2 separate regions of the Danio rerio genome follow, and region 2 is linked to region 1. The links are chromatin contacts, called in public Hi-C maps. All regions are on one chromosome and are shown on one strand. Each heading gives the region's core, a stretch centred on a gene start, on an enhancer-like site or on the middle of the called end of the contact. The rest is flanking DNA. Distances are from core to core; before and after follow the strand shown.

Region 1 (2,978 bases), core at 78-2,577:
AGACCACTAATATATTTGTATATTACATATTATATTATATTTAAATATTTAAATGTTCTTTAGACATTTAGATGCAATATCTGAATATAATATATATATATAATTTAGATTTTCAAATATTAGATGTATTTACTAGCATAGTTGTGTATGATTTTATTCTACGTATGAGTTCTGCAACAAACTGTTTGTCTTCTCATACTTACAGTGACACCTTGTGTCTAAATGTGGTTTTACATAAAATGCTCTTGATTTTATAACCAGATTTCCAGTGTGCAATAACCAGAACCTAAACATGGATCTAATTAATGTCCTGGTGCCCTAAGAAACACTTTCACTGATTGCTATTTTTGATATTGATATTTTTAAAGGTCCCTATACCTGTACTTTTTAAAATGAATAAATAAAAACTTTATTGAAAATAAATAAATAAAAACTTTATCGGCTTCCAACAAGAAACCTTTAACATCCATAGAAAGAAAAATTACTCAGTTACTCAAAGATTAAAATGCTTATAACAAGAAGATTTTTTATTAATATTTTGAAAAGTTTCTCTAACGTTTATTTTTATTCATTCATTCATTTATTGTTCGTTTGGCTTAGTCCCTTTATTAATCTGAGGACGCCACAGCGGAATGAACTGTCCACTTATCCAGCACATGTTTTTACACAAAAAAAGCCCTTCCGGCTGCAACCTATCACTAGGAAACGATTGTGCTACCCACAGCGCTGCCTCAATGTTCTTTTTAGAAAGAATTATTATTTATAGTTGTAGTAATAATAATAATAATTATTATTATTATTATAGTTATTATTAATACTACTACGACTACTACAACTACTTCTTACTACAACTACAATCTTACTTCCCTGTCTGGAACCTTTGTTTTTTATTCATTTGTCAAGCATTTTAATTTTAAGTTTCCCTGATAAATGAAAATCAATGGTGTAAAATAAGAGCTGTTACCCCATATGCTGTGAATGCACTACATAGACTACTGTTAACCTTAAAAATAGAAATATCTATGGTGAAATTACTGGTGTGAGAAATTGCACATAAAATCTTTTAAACACAAATGCACACTTGTTCCTATACAGCTGGGTTTTCCATTTTTCCAGACTGCAAACAATGGATCACAATGTCCACACAACCTGTTCAAGTTTAAATGAAGAATACACTACATGTAGTGTAAGGGGATTTACAAAACTGCCTAAGTTCCTTACGTGCCTTTTTTGGTTAAATATCTGCTGCATCCTGTGCTGGTCATAGAAGTGGAAGTTACGTGGTTTCAGAGTGAGTATATGAACTGTCCTGAGGAAGGAACATACATATTACAAGATAGCATCTTTTCTCAAGATGTGCTACGCATCACTTCATCTCTTTCTTGGTGAGTTTGAAGACTTTTAACCTTAATAAAATAAGTCTAAGCTTTTAAATACAACAAAAACTTTATATGATTAAAATTAATTTGCTATTTAAGTGTATATTTAATATTTTAAGCCATTAAAATGACAGAATATGCAGCTGAGTTTTAGAGATGTAACAACTTGTTGATTATAATAAATACTGTATGTTCTTCATGAGCTTTCTCTGGTAATATACAGGGGCCATACTTGTCCTCGCAGTTGGAAATGAGGCCACAACTATGATAAACGGCACAAACAGCACCTTTATAGTTTTAAAGCCTGATAACACCACCACCAACAAAACCATTCTGGACAACTCTACTGTAACTTCATCACCTATATCGACTACTGTTCTATCAAACACAACAGAAGCCAACGACACATTAGATGAAGGATCAGGTAGCTTTTCATTTAGCTTGATATCTTGCTATTGCACATCTGCCCACACCACTGATGCAACAATGCAGAGAGACTATTGAGAAATATAATCCAGTCTAAATGCTATGCTGCTTGTTTTAGTGTAAATGACAACCTTTAACTGAAAGGAAGTTATATATTTTATCTGTTGTACAGCAGATTCACCAAATACTTCACCAACCTCTGAAGAACCGCAGACCACTAGCACCACAGACAATCCTCTGAACAAAGTCCCACAAGTCAGCACAAATGCTACGATTCAAACAACAACCAGAACAAGAACCAGCATAACAACTTGTACAACAACCAGTAAGAGAGAAAAATACTGACAACACAAGCAACGATCACTATTTGCTCTTTTCTAAATAAAAATGATCAGAATGACTTATTTTTTGTGCAAGAGATATACTGTATATGTGTGAATTACCTTTTAACGCTTAATTTGTTTCCTACTGAGTCATTCTTACACAGGAAGAAAGTGTGTGGTCTAGCTATCGCACATTTAAATCTGTAAAAAAAAAAAAAATCCTCAGCAACCCAGAACACATAAATAACAGAAATAGTTTACTGAAAAAAAATGCAAATTATTGCTTGACTTCTCTAACCAAAGTAGAGCACAAACTTGCCATTCACCTAAACATGTAGTCATATTCTTTGAGTATTACATTATCATACCTATGAGTGATACATTGCTTTTTTTTTCAAGCAACTAAAGCACCAGAGCCCAAAAAACATGGACCAGGTGAGTATTTTTCTATGTCTTTTCTCTCTCAGTGTTTATTCATGTTCAGTTTTAGGTAGGGCTGCATGATATTGGATAATCTGACATTGCGATATTTTGTTTTTCTGCGATATATTGCGATATACTTTGTTGTCAGGGTTTCGCAGGTTTCACCAAGTCAAATTTAAGACTTTTTAAGACCATATAGAATAAAATTTCAGACTTATTTAGGGCTAAACACTAAGGATTTTTTAATCACCCAGCAAAAAAAAAAAAAAAAAAAAAAAATGGAAATCAAAAAAACTAATTCTAATTAGTCATTTCTTAGCCACATATTTTGAATTATGTGTCAAAATAAGCAGACCCTGGTTGTATACATAATTTGTTTTCAACATAACTTTAAAAACTATGTATGCACAACAAACTGTTAGAATAT
Region 2 (2,700 bases), core at 132-2,631, 200 kb before region 1:
GTGTGGTTTAAAATATGGTGTGTGCTAGAGTTCAAGGCAACTTGCTTTTTGTCCTTTATCACTAATTATTTAGATGACATGATTTGGTCTTTCAAAAGATAACGACTTGGTTTCTTGAGTTTACATAAAGTGTTCAAACTAACCCAACTGATTAAAAAATCTAGTAGATCTTACATGTGATATTTGGAATTTCTTCATTCTTTTTTAACACAAAAGAAAATATTTTGAAATATGCTTGTACCTGGCACCTATTAACTCCCATTGTAACTTTCCCTACTATGGAAGTTGATGGGTGTCAGTGGCCGGCATTCTTCAGAGTACTTTCATTCGAGTTAAAAAATGAGAAAGAAACTAGGGCTGGGCCGATAAATGATATTATATCGAATTGTGATGAAATTTATGTTAATAACAACGATAAGCCCTGCACTTTTCACTCTATATTGGTCTAAGAGCCAATCACAAAGCAGAAATGTGCAACAATGGCAAGTTAAAAGTGTGCTGATATTAAAGATGTATCATCAAAAATTTATCAGCCAAAAATATGTTATACCATTTAATGGACCCTCCAATTAGTCTGGCTTCAGTCATTGTACGCTTTTAAATCTGGAAGCATTAACAACTTACAGTTTATCGAAAGATATATCGCTATTGTTCAGTATGGAAAATAATTATCGAGATTGCATTTTTGCCACATCGCCTAGCCTTAGAAGAAACTCAATTAAGTTTTGAACAAGTGAGGGATGAGCAAATGGTAACTAAATATTTGACCAACACATTTGATGATAAACTCATAAAAGTTTAAAACCACACAAGATATGCCTTTTAATTTACCACATTTGTTTGGAATTGGAAACTTAGCTTTTTTGTTTTACTCTATATTTATCATTTTATTTGATATTTTCTTCAATACAATTCATATTTTTTTAAAAAGTTCAGTTAAATAAAAGAAAAACAAGCACACAAAAATATAATTTAGTAGGGTTCATTTATCCATTACATTTAAAGGTTCAGACACACTTTACATTTTCACTATTCAAAAACAACAATAACATGCATGGATCACTGCTTAATATAGCAGAGTGAAATTTGAACAAAATTTTTTTTACTAATGTTGATTATTTGTGCTTTTAGATTCAAGTGCTTTTTGTTTTACCAAAAAAAGAATATTGAATATATAAGAATATATAAGAATATAAGATTTTGACCCACTTAAGTGTAGGTTTTTAGGCTGTGCAATATAGGGTTAAAATGTCCACATTACAAGCCTTAGTGTCACAACAGGACGTACTTTCAGGACTTTCAGGAAATGCTTAAGACTTGTAGTACTTTCTTCTATAACCGGGCAGGTGGCCACTTCAATCACTAGGCTAAGCTCTCGGAAACAGCGCGTTACGTCTCACAGAGTGGGTGCGTGCCGGAGACCAGTCCCCACCGGGAAACTTGTAGTGCAGCAGTAATCGTGGAAAGTCTTGAGGATGAAAAAGGCTGTTTGTGATCACCCTAAGTGAATGGGACAGCACGAGTAATACAGGGGTCTGTGTGGTTTTATAGTTCAGTGCCTGTGTTTTGAGCGTGCGCTCTTTTCAGCAACGTGGGTGGCGGGTTACACTATCATCCCTCCACCCTCCAACTCCCCTCAGCTCTGTATTGTCATTGGCTCTTTGCAGGCCTTCTACTCATTACTCAGCTGCTTGGAAAATGGTAATATTGTTTTTTTATATAATGAAAGCCGAGCTGAGGGCTGAATTCCTAAATAGATGTGGCCAAAGAGTTGCTGGAGCTGCAGATGTCCAAATTAGATTTACATATTAATTATTTTCACTTAACTTAGCAGCAATAGCAGCAAGCAGTGTTACATTAGCACAAGTGTCCGCCCTTTCGCTCTGCCCAAGTGTCACATAAACAGAACTGAGAAAAATAACTAGAAAGACAGAGAGAAACTTTCCACCGCTGTGTGCGTTTCTTTTCCTCCCCAGGTTGATTTTCACTCCCTCCTTTCCTCTCGTAGCTTCCTCCACTTGTTTGCTTATTATTTGTAGTGCCAAGCTTGGCGTTAAATCTTATTTTTCGGTAAATAAACCAGTTTCTGGTAGGAATTACATACAACTTGGTGTGAGGTCTGCTTCATAAAAAGGGGCCTGGAACCTTTTATCTGAAATGTTTTCTGTTTGTGTCCTTTGTATAGATGCTTTCTGACAGCTTTGAATGAAAAAGAGCAGGTTTTATCGCGTTTCTTGTGGTGAGTTTGTGGAATTTTTTCCCCTCTCCAGGCATTGTGGTCAGAATTATTCGACGTGGCTCTATGTTCCCCCATTTCATTCCTTTGTTCTCGGCTGTCCCGTAAGTAGTTCCAGGGTTTGGAGTACTCTCTCTTTTCCTGTGAAGGTCCAATGTGACACCTGCTGTGGTGAACTTGAATTGAGTAGTCTACAAGTTTAAGAGTCTGGATGCAGCTGCCCATTCCCACTTCTGCCAGTGCTTTCAGCATAAAAGCAAGTCTTATATTTTATTCTTTATTTCCTTAATGTTTTATTGTCAGCTTGTCTATGATTTCTGTACTCTTGAATGCAGAATTCAGATAACATGAGATCTATGAGATAAAGGGTTTCATTGAAACATCTTGATAAAGGGTTAGAGAACATCTTTCCACCAGAGGTCAGTATTTTACTAAGCAGTACTGATGTCAGGCGCTATTGAGGG

The links. Hi-C and Micro-C count contacts between places; a contact is called where the count stands out from the background.
Region 2: a Hi-C map of an unstated tissue shows a contact between it and region 1, with 7 times the contacts expected there. The contact joins the enhancer-like site here to the promoter of si:dkey-27h10.2 in region 1. A contact is called at or near these places in 6 of 18 Hi-C or Micro-C datasets (caudal fin, embryo, hematopoietic stem cells and 2 more) and 1 of 4 datasets of contacts at active chromatin or transcription factors (caudal fin).

Annotation. Positions count from the first base shown.
Region 1 is chr1:38,834,103-38,837,080 of GRCz12tu, reverse strand. It overlaps si:dkey-27h10.2, which reads left to right and starts at 1,327. Exons shown (of 10, transcript XM_073952539.1): 1 at 1,327-1,385; 2 at 1,603-1,803; 3 at 1,978-2,130; 4 at 2,528-2,563. The coding sequence starts at 1,355. It also overlaps a transcript of hhip not described here.
Region 2 is chr1:39,032,017-39,034,716 of GRCz12tu, reverse strand. No RefSeq gene overlaps it. Among named protein-coding and RNA genes, the nearest start is that of si:ch211-194g2.4, 13 kb to the right of the region's middle. Within about 2 kb of position 1,381, at least 5 of the 62 cell types and tissues checked have an H3K27ac peak or open chromatin away from gene starts, as enhancers often do.